Linked DNA regions of Sus scrofa: all the other regions are linked to region 2. The links are chromatin contacts, called in public Hi-C and HiChIP or PLAC-seq maps. All regions are on one chromosome and are shown on one strand. Each heading gives the region's core, a stretch centred on a gene start, on an enhancer-like site or on the middle of the called end of the contact. The rest is flanking DNA. Distances are from core to core; before and after follow the strand shown. Region 1 has its middle 29 kb from the start of ZBTB8A. Region 2 holds the start of BSDC1 (BSD domain-containing protein 1). Region 3 holds the start of MARCKSL1 (MARCKS-related protein).

Region 1 (3,592 bases), core at 373-2,872, 54 kb before region 2:
TACAGTGGCTCAGGTCAATACTGTGGCATGGGCATGGCCAAAAATTAAAAAAAAAAAAAAAAATTTAAGTTGTACAGGAGTTCCTGTTGTGGCTCAGTGGTTAATGAACCCAACTAGCATCCAAGGGGTCGAGAATTCGATCCCTGGTCTCACTCAGTGAGTTAGAGATCTGGCGTTGCCGTGAGCTGTGGTGTAGGTTGCATTACTGTGGCTGTGATGTAGGCTGGCAGCTACAGCTCCGATTCGACCCCTAGCCTGGGAACCGCCATATGCCATGGGTGTGACCCTAAAATAAATAAATAAAATAAAATAAAAAGAGGTACAAATTTCCAGATGCAAAATAAATGTCACAGATATGGAAGGTACAGTGTGGGGAATATAGTTAATAATTACGTAATGTTTTTGTGTGGTGACAGATCATAACTAGACTTACGGCATTCATTTTGAAATGTACAGAAATATCCAACAACTATGTTGTATAAAAGGAAATAGCATAGTATTGTAGGTTAATTAAACTTCCAAAGACAAACAAACTCATAGGAAAAGATATCAGATTTGTGGTTATCAGAGGCAGGAGGGGAGAGTTTGAGGGGTGGGGGGAGAATTGAATGAAGGCAGCCAAAACAAACTTTCAGTTATTAAAGTACTAGAGATGTAATATACAACGTGAAAAATAAAACTAACACTGCTGTGAGCTATATATGAAAGTTGTTAACATTAAATGGTAAGAGTTCTTATCACAAAGAAAAATATTTTTTCTGTTTCTTTAATTTTATATCTGTGTGAGATGATGGATGCTCATTAAACGTATTGTGATAATCATTTTATGATGTAGGTCAAATCATTATGCTGTACTCATACACTGCTGTATGTAAATTATATCCGAATAAAACTGGAAGGAAAAAATTAATGAATAAAATTTTAAAGGTGTGATGAGAAATGGGTGATTTATGTAGTTTCAAAGTACCTCCCTATGTAATACTTTACAAATGGAAAAAATGTACCTTTACAGTGGCGAAGCCTGGCAGACGTTTTTAATCAAGGATCCACGTGAACATCATCAGTAATGAGATAAACTGACAAGCTGACAGTGTGGGGCACTTGACGTGATGATGCTTTGAGAAGGAAGCATCACTTCTGTGACAGTCCTGCCAAAACGAATAGTCTGAATCTAGTCAAGGTGACACCCACCAAACCAAACAGCGGGAGATCCAACAATTTAGCTGGCCTGGCCCCCTTGCCACGCCATCCGCACAGCCAATGCCCAGAGTCTGCGCAGCCCCACGCCTCCAGACACGCCGGGCACATTTTCCGAGCCGCCTTCTCGCCGCCACCAGGAGGCTCCGCGCACCTTCTCGCCTTTCGTCGCCGCCGCCTGGCGGGCGCGGCGCTCGGCAGGGGCCGCTGGGCGGGCAGAGACGGCAGGGCCATTGTCCCGCAACCCCTCCCGGGTTCGCAGGCGGACTGGGCCGGGCGGCCGTGCAGTCTGGGAGCCAGCGCGCCCGCCGCCGCCCCGAGGCCAGGTCCTCGGCGCCAGCTGCCCGGGCCTCCTTTGTGACCGTCTCCAGCCCCTCGGAACCCTCGCGCCGCCGCGGCTGCGCCCGAGACTGCAAATGGCGCCCGCTCGCCTCGGCGCCTCCTGCCCTGTCTGGACCGGGGACATCTCGGGGCGCCAAGCCCAGGCCCATCCCGCTGGGCAGGTCCCCCGCCCCCGCCCCCAGAGATGCTCCTGGGCCTTTCCCAGGCAACCCTGATGCCCCGCCACCCTCCGGTGAATACCTACGAGAGTCCCAGAAACAATAACTAGATGGTTTTTTAAATTGTAAAGTGTATTTAAAAGGTATCATTTTAAAGCACAATTCAGTAGCAGTAAGTACATTCATAGCGTTGTGCAACCATCACCACCATCTAGTTGCAAAACTTTTTCATCACCTCAAAGGGAAACCTGCCCCCATTTGTAGCCATTCCCTCCTCCCTGCCCAGCTACTGGCAACCACTTATCTGCTTCTTGTCTCTGTGGATTTGCCTGTTCTGAGTATTTTACATACATGAGATTATACAGTAGATGTCGTTTGTGACTGGTTTCTCTCACCTAGTGCACTATTTTCAAGATTTATCCATGTTGTAACAGGTAACTTTGTTCCTGGAGTTTCCTGATGGCACAGTGGGTTAAGGATCCTGCCTTGGCACTGCTATGACTTGCGTGGCAGCTGAGTGGTGGGTTCAATCCCTTCCCTGGGAATTTCTCTATGTCCTGGGCTCGGCCCCCTCCCCCCTCAGAAAGAACTTCATGACTTTTCTTTTCTTTTTTTTTGGCTGTGCCAGTGGCATCTGAAAGTTCCAGGGCCAGGGATGGAACTTGGGCCACAGCAGTGACCCCAGCCACTGCAGTGACAATGAGGGAGCCTGAACTTGCAAGAAAACTCCAGAACTTTTTTTTTTTTTTTTTTTTTTTTGTCTTTTTGCCTTTTCTTGGGCTGCTCCTGCAGCTTATGGAGGTTCCCAGGCTAAGGGTCTAATCGGAGCTGTAGCCGCCGGCCTACACCACAGCCACAGCCACAGCCACTCGGGATCCGAGCCGCGTCTGCAACCTACACCACAGCTCACAGCAACGCCGGATCTTTAACCCACTGAGCAAGGCCAGGGACCAGACCCTCAACCTCGTGGTTCCTAGTCGGATTTGTTAACCACTGCACCACAACCAGAACTCCCTTTGGAGGATTTTAACTGAAGGACAGGTAGGGGCTGGAGCAGTCATTTAGAACTGATAAATGTGCAGAAGAAAGCTAGCCTGAGAATGAATGAGGAACCTCACACAGGCACGGAGAGGTGGACAAGAAGCATAAACAAGGACAGTAACAGCCTCAGCCTTGACTTTCTAATTCTAGGTGATCTGTTGACTTCCTCTCCTAGGATGCTCAAAAAGTCACCTATTTTATTTCATTTTATTTTATGTCTTTTTAGGGCCACACCCATGGCATATGCAAGTTCCCAGGCTAGGGGTCATATCAGGCTGCTAGCCTACACCACAGCCACAGCAACGCTGGATCCAAGCTGTGTTTGGGACCTACGCCACAGCTCATGGCAACGCTGGATCCTTAACCCACTGAGTGAGGCCAGGGATCGAACCTGAGTCCTCATGGATCCCAGTTGGGTTCGTTACTGCTGAGCCACACGGGGAACTCAAAAAAGTCACCCATTTTAATCTTGAAACAAATCTCTTAAAACTGTTCTCAAACTTTACTTTGCATCAGAATCCCCCGGGGATGGTGCTATTGTTGCTGGTCCTAGAGCCAAACTTTGAGAACCATTATCTTTTTTTTTTTTTTTTTTTTTTTTTGGTATTTTCATGGCGGTGCTCGTGGCATATGGAAGTTCCCAGGCTAGGGGTTGAATCAGAGCTGTAGCTGCTGGTCTACACCACAGCCACAGCAACACAGGATCTGAGCCACGTCTGTAAGCTACACCATAGCTCACAGGAACACTGGATCCTTAACCCACTGACCAAGGCCAGGGATTGAAACTGCGTCTTCATGGATGCTAGTCAGCTTTGTTTCTGCTGAGCCATGACAGGAACTCCAGGAACCATTCT
Region 2 (4,032 bases), core at 1,094-3,593:
GAATTTCTAAAGGCTAGGGGTGGAATCAAAGCTGCAACTACCAGCCTACACCACAGCTCCCAGCAATGCCAGATCCTTAACCCACTGAGCGAGGAAGAGATCGAACCCACATCTTCATGAATACTAGTCATGTTCATTACTTCTGTGCCACAGTGGGAATTCTGTATGTTTAATTTTTTGACAAGTCACCATATTGTTTTCCATAGCAGCTGCATGATTTTATATTCCCACTATCCTGTGTTTTTTTTAAAAAAAGATTACTTTTAGGATGAATTAAGACTAGACTAATGGAAAGCAAAAGTGGACACAGAGATACGAGTTATCCAAGTGAGAGATGATGATGGCCTGGACCTGCATAGTAACAGTGAAGGTGGTGAGAAACATCTGGAGTCTGTTGTTTGTTTTTTATGTTGTGCCAACTAGATGTGCTGAGGAATTAGCTTTGGAATACGAAAGAAGTAAGGAATTAAAGTCTCGAGGCTTTTTGGTTTGAGCAACTGGAGGGATAAAGTTGCCATTTATAGCTTTGGGGAAGTGTGCAGGAAGTTAAATGGATACAACAGGAGTTTGGGGACATGTTAAGTTTAATAGGTCCATTATACATCCAAAAAGAGATAGTGATCTAGGTTTCAGAGATGTGTGAGTTAGAGAGAAAACTGGAGAGACACCAGTGGCATTTAAAGTCATGAGACTTGATAACATTACCTGAGGAATGACTGCAGACATTGAAAAGGAGAGGGTCAAGGACTGAGCCTTAAGGATATTCTAGCAACAAGAAATGGATGAGAAAATGGAGTTCCGGTAGTGGTGCAGCAGATCCATAGGATGCAGGTTTGCTCCCTGGCCTCACTCAGTGGGTTAAGGATCCAGCATTGCCATGAGCTGTGGTGTAGGTTGCAGAAGTGGCTCAGATCTGGTGTTGCTGTGGCCAGCACTGTAGTTCCAATTCAACCCCTAGCCTGGAAACTTCCATATGCTGTGGGTGTGAGTCTTAAAGAAGGAAAGGAGGAGTTCCCATTGTGGCTCAGTGGTTAACAAATCCAACTAGGAACCGGGAGGTTTCGGGTATGATCCCTGGCCACTCAGTGCGTTAAGGATCTGGCGTTGCCGGTGAGCTGTGGTGGGTCACAGACGCAGCTCGGATCCTGCATTGCTGTGGCTCTGGCGTAGGGCGGTGGCTACAGCTCTGATTCGACTCTAGCCTGGGAACCTCCATATGTCGCGGGTGCAGCCATAGAAAAGGCAAAAAGACCAAAAAAAAAAAAAAAAAAAAAAAAAAAAGGAAAGAAAAGAAAACAGCGAAGAACCTTGAGGAGATGCCTGTGAGGTAGAAGGAAAGTCAGGAGGTCATGATGTCCTGGAAGCCACGTGAAGAAAATGAACATAAAAGGAAAGAGATCAGTTGCATTAAATAAGATACTATAAAGAGCTGAAAATTGGTCATTGCCCTTGGCACCCTAGCAAAAGTGATTTAAAGTACAGTGGAGAGGTAGAAACCTCACTGAAGTGAGCTCAAGAGAGAATGGAGGCGTTCCCACTGTGGCTCAGTGGGTTAAGGTCCTGACGGCAGCAGCTGCGGTGGCTTTGGAGATTCAGGTTCAATGCCGGGTGCACTGGGTTAAGGATCCACACTGCCGCAGCTGTGGCATAGGTCGCAGCAGTGGCTTGGATTTGATCCCTGGCCCAAGAACATCCATATGCGGCAAGTACGAGTGAAAAAAGAAAAAAGAGAGAATGGAGGAGTTTGTTGCAAAGGGGAACAGGGAAATGATGAGGGTCAAGTTTTTGTTTGCTTACGATGGGGATAATAAAAGTATACATGATGACACAAATAATCCGGTAAAGAGGGGAAAGAGAACGCAATGGGGGAAAATAATTACTAAAGCTACGCCTTCAGACAAGAGGTAATGGGATCCAGTACAAAGTATGAGGATGCAGGTGCAGGCAAGCAAATGAGGCAGCATGGGCAGTGGAAGCCTGCTCTGGAAAGTGTCTCCAGCTCACACACACACACACACACACACCCCACTACACACTCAATCCCCTTCCTCCAGACTGTCTCCGGATTTCTCCAGATCCCATCCAGCTCACGCTATTCTGAGTTAAGTCGCCAAGAACTGAGGTAACTAAATGTGTGTCTCCCCAATATCCTGAGACCGTCTCCCGAGGCTGCATCGAAGTCACTTCTGAATTTTCCTCCAAACACCTCCAAGCCCTGGCCCAGAGCTCCGCAAACTGCGGTTGCTGAATTAGCCCAAAGAGCCCCAGGCAGCTGCTACGCTGCTGGTTTCATAAAGGGGGGCGGTCCTAGCCTTGAGCTTAGGGCCTACGGACATTCGAGCAGCGGCCAGGCTCGCTCCCTTTATTCCTCTACTCCCAGCTCTCTAAGCCCACAGCCAGAGGGCTGATCTTGGTCCAAAGCGGCCACCGTATCGCATGTCCGCTGATATCGATAAAGGTTCTAGGTTGGTGGGGTGGGGCTAACAGTGAGGGGGAGGGGCCTGAAGACGAAAATGGGTGAGGATTGGACCGAGCGGAGTTTAAGTCCGAACTCTGGACGGAGACTAGAGGCAGCTTAAAGAGGCGGAGCCTAGTGAAGGAGCGGGGCGGAGATTGGGCTGAGGGCGGTGTCGGCCTGAGGATTGGGCCCCGCTCTCCGGGGCGGTGCTTGAGGGGGCGGTGCCGTGTCGGAAGTCAAAGGTCAGTAAATAGTGATGATGTCATGCGGGCAAGATGGCGGAAGGGTGAGCCCGTCATCTAGTTCTCGGGCGTTGGGCCCTGAATTCTCCCAGGGTTGGGGTGCTGGGCCAGGGTCCCCGCGGGGAGCTGGAGGCCAGCGTGGGCGTGGACGGAGCTGAAAAGGCGGGGAGTCGCAGAGTGAGGGGGTGGGGAAGCGGCTTTCGAAGCCTCGGTCCGCGGGCCACATCTGAGGGGGAAGCTGAGACCCGATTTTTGCGCGGGCGAAAGTCGCACCGCGGGGCCGCCAGATGTGTCTGTCTTCCACAGGGAGGACGTGGGATGGTGGCGGAGCTGGCTGCAGCAGAGCTACCAGGCAGTCAAGGAGAAGGTAAGCCGGGCCAGCGCCCTTTCTAGGGTAGGGCCCCGCGCCGCCTCACTGCAACCTGGTCCGAGCCACCCCGCCTGACCTGTGTGGCCGCCAAGCCTCTGGGATGAAACCGACTGAGGCCCTACTTTTAGCTCCTGTTGGTCTAAGGGAGAACACAGCCCGACTCAGACCAGTGTCTAACTACCGTGAAATAAAGACAGTCTTAGAGGCTGGAGCGACCGTGTCGTGGAAACCCATGGGAAGGAACTATTTATTTTTGCTTGGAAAGTACACAGCTTCGTAGAAGAGAGAACATTTGATCTAGACCTTGAAGAAAAAGGATTCTAGAAATAGAAGCTTACTCTTATATTCATTCAAATATTAAGAGTCTATGCCACAGCCAGCACTCTCTGACAGGTCCTGAGGATACCGATGTTAGCCAAACAGATGCAGTCCTGGGTCTCCCAAAACTCAGTCCAGTGGGGAGACAGCAATCCCTGTGGGATGAGTGAGACTTGGCTTTGCCAGTGGACAGTGCCCTGTGCATTCCTGTTTCATTCCATGCTAGTTTGTCAAAACCAACCCAACTGAATTCTGGAAAAAGTTAATTACTATTTACCTCAAGCAACTGGGGTGAGTCCTGCTTCAAGGCTGACTCCAGGAGGCTTCCCTCCTACAGCCCAGCAAATCTAAGAATGCCTGAGGTGTTTATGTTGTTGATGAAGACTCAGAGAATTTCAATCTGAGGCGTAATGGAAGAGACCCCAAAGTAGCTTGCTTCTTGTTGAGCAATCTGCTGGAAGGAGTCTGACATTCATTTAGCGAATGTGGTATGAGGGCCTCTTGTGTGTGACTCTCAAGGTTGGTCTTATCATGACTCACAAAAATTAGTAGTTAACTAGCCTTCCATCTTTGTTTTCTTATTTGAATTTAGGGGAGTCGGTGTTGTTTCTGCCTTTGACAGTTCCCCATTTGGAAAGAAAAGA
Region 3 (3,928 bases), core at 84-2,583, 51 kb after region 2:
GCCTTGGAGTGGGGGCAGGGATGGAGGCTACAAGAGTGAGTGCTGAATGTAGAAGCCACCTCCTCTGTGGTCGGACCTGTGGGCGTTCCTGATTTCTTAGGCCCTGAGGTGTCTCCACACCTCATAACCTCAGCCCTCCCAGGAGGCCTTATTTGTAGGAAGGAGGGAGTGAAGGAGGGACGTGCTGAGCTCTGCCTTTGCAACTTTGCTTCCTTCAGCCCCCATCCCCTTCCTCTTGGGGACGGACACACACACATCCCAGCCAGCCAGGACTCTGGGGTTCCCCCTGGTCTGCTCTGGGGGAGTGGCAGGAGATTCCAGCTGGAGCGTCTCCAGCCACCTCTACCTGGCCCCTGACTCCTGGCTCTGTCACTCAGGCAGGGCCGAAGGCTGGCCTGGTAGCTTGGAGGCTGTCCTCAAGGGGCCATTCAAGGCCTCAGGAACTGGCATGATTTAAGGTTTGTTGAATCCCTTCCTGGGCTTCTTCTGCCAGCTTGGGGAGGGTCTCTGATGCAGGGGAGCCCATGACAAGGGAGAGTGTCAGAGTCAGACAGGTTATGTCCTCATCTGTGAGCCTCAGGCTCCTCAGCTTTCCAACCGGGATGGAGATGCCCCTCAAGGTCACAAGACCACCCCAGACAGGACTTTGACATAGATCCAGGCTGAGGGCAGGAAGGGCCAAGGGTGAGCTTGTCTGTGGGGGTTCGGTGTGACTGGCCACCAGAGGACTGAGAAAAGGAATGAGGGACAGCCCTCACCAGTCTGATCAGAGCGACCCTGCAGCGGGTCAGACTTTCCAGGCTGCCCGGGGCCGGCAGGCAGGAACCTGGGCGGGACCTCGTACTGGTCTCCCGGCCTGAGGGGGTGCAGGACCCAGCCCTGGCCCTGCGGCTTCCACGATCACATTCTCTGGAGCATAACTCGGGACCAGCCGGCTAACGAGTCTGGGCATGTGAGTCTTTCGCAGAGTTCTACGAGGACACTGACTGGGCTGCCAGTGCCCAACCAAGGCTATAGGGGCCACTCCAGAAGCTGGGGTGTCCACCCTGAGAGGTGGGCGGTGAGAGGAGAGGATGACTGCCTTCTCCTCTTTCCTCTAGGAGCCCTTCTCCGCGCGGCTCGCGGAGGCGCCCCCCCTCTCCTTCCCACCCTGGACCCCACCTGCCCCGGCAGCCGTGTGGGCTGGGGGGGCCCAGACCGCCAGCGTCTCCCACTGCGCAAGTGGGGCCAGCGACCTGAGCCCGCCTCCGCCCCTCGATTGGGCGCTCATTTAAATGTCCGGCCCCGCCCCGAGCTCCGGGCGCGTATATATGGGCGGCTCGGCGGGCGGCGGGCGGCATTCTGGCGCGGAGCAGAGAGGCGGCGGGCGCAGCCAGCGGGTCGGGCACGGAGCGGGGGTGCAGTCGGTTTCCCCCCGACACCCCTCCCCCTCAGGCGTGAGCCCCACCCCTCCGCCGGCCAGGCCCACCCGACCGAACTATCCCCTGCGGCGCGAGCCCGGGGTGGCTCCGGGCGCCCCCCAGCAGAACCCCCACCATGGGCAGCCAGAGCTCCAAGGCTCCCCGGGGCGACGTGACCACCGAGGAGGCAGCAGGCGCTTCCCCCGCTAAGGTTAACGGACAGGTGGGTGCGTTCGGCCCGGCCCGACCCGGCCCCCTCCTCTCACACCTCGCCCCCTCTAGGGCCCCGGGCCGGGGCCGCGCGCTTTGTCCGGCCCGGGACACGCGGCGCCCCCTCCCCCGCCCGGTCCCTTTGTTCTCGGCGCCGCAGCCCCCGCGGGCGAAGCGAGGGGAGGGGCGGGGAGGGGGCGCCGGCCGGGCCCCGCCGCCTTCTTTGTTCGCGGCCCCGGCCCCCGGCGCTGCCCCCGGCCGCCCCGAGGGCCGCACGGGGAACAAAGGCGCTGCTGGGCCGCGCCAAGGGGGCACCCGGGGACCGCGGGGCGGGCGCCAGGAGGGGAGGGCACTCCCCCCGCAGACCCGACCTCAATAGCCCACGGCCTTTTTTTTTTTTTTTTTTTTTAGGGAGGAGCCGCGGCGTGGGGAGAGCCTGAGGTGGGTGGGGGCCGTTTACACAAAGCAAGAGGCAGGGAAAACAGGCGGTCCAGGTGCGGCGAACAGCGCCCCGGGGCGGCTTCCCGCCCAGTGTCGGCCGCTCGGCTCCCTCGCCCGCCCGGGATCCGCGGCCGCGGGCGGCTCTAGCGCCGAATAGAGAGCGCGCCCCGGGGGAGGGGGCGCCCGGGACCCCAGCGCCTCCTGCCGGCCGCGCCGGTGCGGGGCAGGAGGGGGAGGCTTGACGGGATGCCGGCTCCGGGGGTGCGGCGCAGTGAGTCGGGACCCCGTTGTCTGCGAGAGGTCAGGGGCGGGCTGGGGGAGGGGAGTCAGAGCCCCGGCCCTCACTGCTGTCTCCTCTGCCTTGCAGGAGAACGGCCACGTGAAAAGCAATGGAGACTTATCCCCCAAAGGTGAAGGGGAGTCGCCCCCCGTGAACGAAACAGAGGAGGCAGCCGGGGCCACTGGCGATGCCATCGAGCCAGCACCCCCTGGCCAGGGGGCTGAGGCCAAGGGGGAGGCCCCCCCAAGGAGACCCCCAAGAAGAAGAAGAAATTCTCTTTCAAGAAGCCTTTCAAATTGAGTGGCCTGTCCTTCAAGAGAAATCGGAAGGAGGGTGGGGGCGATTCGTCTGCCTCCTCGCCCACAGAGGAAGAGCAAGAGCAGGGGGAGATCGGTGCCTGCAGCGAGGAAGGCACTGCCCAGGAAGGGAAGGCTGTTGCCACCCCTGAGAGCCAGGAGCCCCAGGCCAAAGGGGCAGAGGCTGGTGCTGCCTCCAAGGGCGGAGACACAGAAGAAGAGGCAGGGCCCCAGGCCACAGAGCCATCCACTCCCTTGGGGCCGGAGAGTGGCCCTACACCAGCCAGCGAGCAGAATGAGTAGCTGGGTGGGGGCAGGTGGGTGACCTCTAAGCTGCAAAAACTGTGCTGTCCTTGTGAGGTCACTGCCTGGACCTGGTGCCCTGGCTGCCTTCCTGTGCCCAGAAAGGAAGGGGCTGTTGCCCCCTAGCCACGTTCCCTCTCCTCTCCCTCCTGTGGATTCTCCCATCATCCATCTGGTCTTCCTCCTAAGGCCAGCTGAAGGTGGTCCCTTGCAGTCTCCCCAGTTAGGTTAGTGATGTGAAATGCTCCTGCCCCTGGCCCTCCCTCCTTCCCTGTCCCCACCCATGCAGAAGGCAGTTGCTGGTTTTCTCCCCCAATTCTTTTCCAAGTAGGTTTTGTTTATTCCCCAAATCCCTGAGCCAGATCTGGGGGTGCCTACACTCCCAAATCCTGAGTGTCCAGCCTTCCCCTGTTGAGTTTCTAGTCTCTCGTGCTGTGCCTAGTGGCACCTGGGCTGGGGAGGACAGAGCCCCTGTCTAGGTTTTTATAAATGTCTTACTCAAGTTCGAACCTCCAGCTTGTGAATCAACTGTCTCTTTTTTGACTTGGTAAGCAAGTATTAAGCTTTGGGGTGGGGGGAGGTCTGTAATGTGAAACAACTTCTTGTTGTCTTTTTTTTTTCCCCCTCCCATTGTTGTAAATAACTTTTAATGGCCAAACCCCAGATTTGTACTTTTTTTTTTTTCTTTTCTAACTGCTAAAACCATTCTCTTCCACCTGGTTTTATTGTAACATTTGGAAAAGGAATAAATGTCGTCCCTTTAGTGGTGCTTTTTAATGAGTGGTCTTCTGGGGTAGGGTAAGAAGACTGGTTAACCTCAAGCCTTGAGGAGGGTTAAGACAGGTAAGTCTGTGGGGTTTTTAGGTTGTTGAGGGGTTGCCCAGATCCTCGTGTACACTTAAGGGCAGGGAAGTGGAAGTGAAATGAACCCAGGGATACCACTAGGAGACAGGCTCAGGAGGGTATAGAAATGTACCATTTTATTACAAAGATTCGCA

Evidence for each region. A called contact is a pair of places that touch in the nucleus more often than the background predicts. HiChIP or PLAC-seq counts read pairs in DNA pulled down with a chosen protein or histone mark.
Region 1: a Hi-C map of liver shows a contact between it and region 2, with 2.0 times the contacts expected there. The contact joins the enhancer-like site here to the promoter of BSDC1 in region 2. A contact is called at or near these places in 1 of 5 promoter capture datasets (liver) and 18 of 47 Hi-C or Micro-C datasets (adipose tissue, embryonic fibroblasts, epiblast stem cells and 8 more).
Region 3: an H3K27ac HiChIP or PLAC-seq map of alveolar macrophages shows a contact between it and region 2. The contact joins the promoter of MARCKSL1 here to the promoter of BSDC1 in region 2. A contact is called at or near these places in 2 of 47 Hi-C or Micro-C datasets (both in skeletal muscle) and 2 of 2 datasets of contacts at active chromatin or transcription factors (alveolar macrophages and skeletal muscle).

What each region holds. Positions count from the first base shown.
Region 1 is chr6:88,891,126-88,894,717 of Sscrofa11.1, reverse strand. No RefSeq gene overlaps it. Among named protein-coding and RNA genes, the nearest start is that of ZBTB8A, 29 kb to the left of the region's middle. Within about 2 kb of position 1,622, at least 43 of the 83 cell types and tissues checked have an H3K27ac peak or open chromatin away from gene starts, as enhancers often do. A contact at or near this core is called in adipose tissue, epiblast stem cells, liver and 3 more, where this site is marked.
Region 2 is chr6:88,837,519-88,841,550 of Sscrofa11.1, reverse strand. BSDC1 (BSD domain-containing protein 1) reads left to right here and starts at 2,343. Exons shown (of 12, transcript XM_005665183.3): 1 at 2,343-2,700; 2 at 3,007-3,067.
Region 3 is chr6:88,785,177-88,789,104 of Sscrofa11.1, reverse strand. It overlaps MARCKSL1 (MARCKS-related protein), which reads left to right and starts at 1,333. Exons shown (of 4, transcript XM_003356281.4): 1 at 1,333-1,623; 2 at 2,022-2,051; 3 at 2,419-2,566; 4 at 2,569-3,693. The coding sequence starts at 1,537. The coding sequence ends at 2,930. HDAC1 (histone deacetylase 1) reads right to left here. Exons shown (of 14, transcript XM_013999116.2): 14 at 3,885-3,928.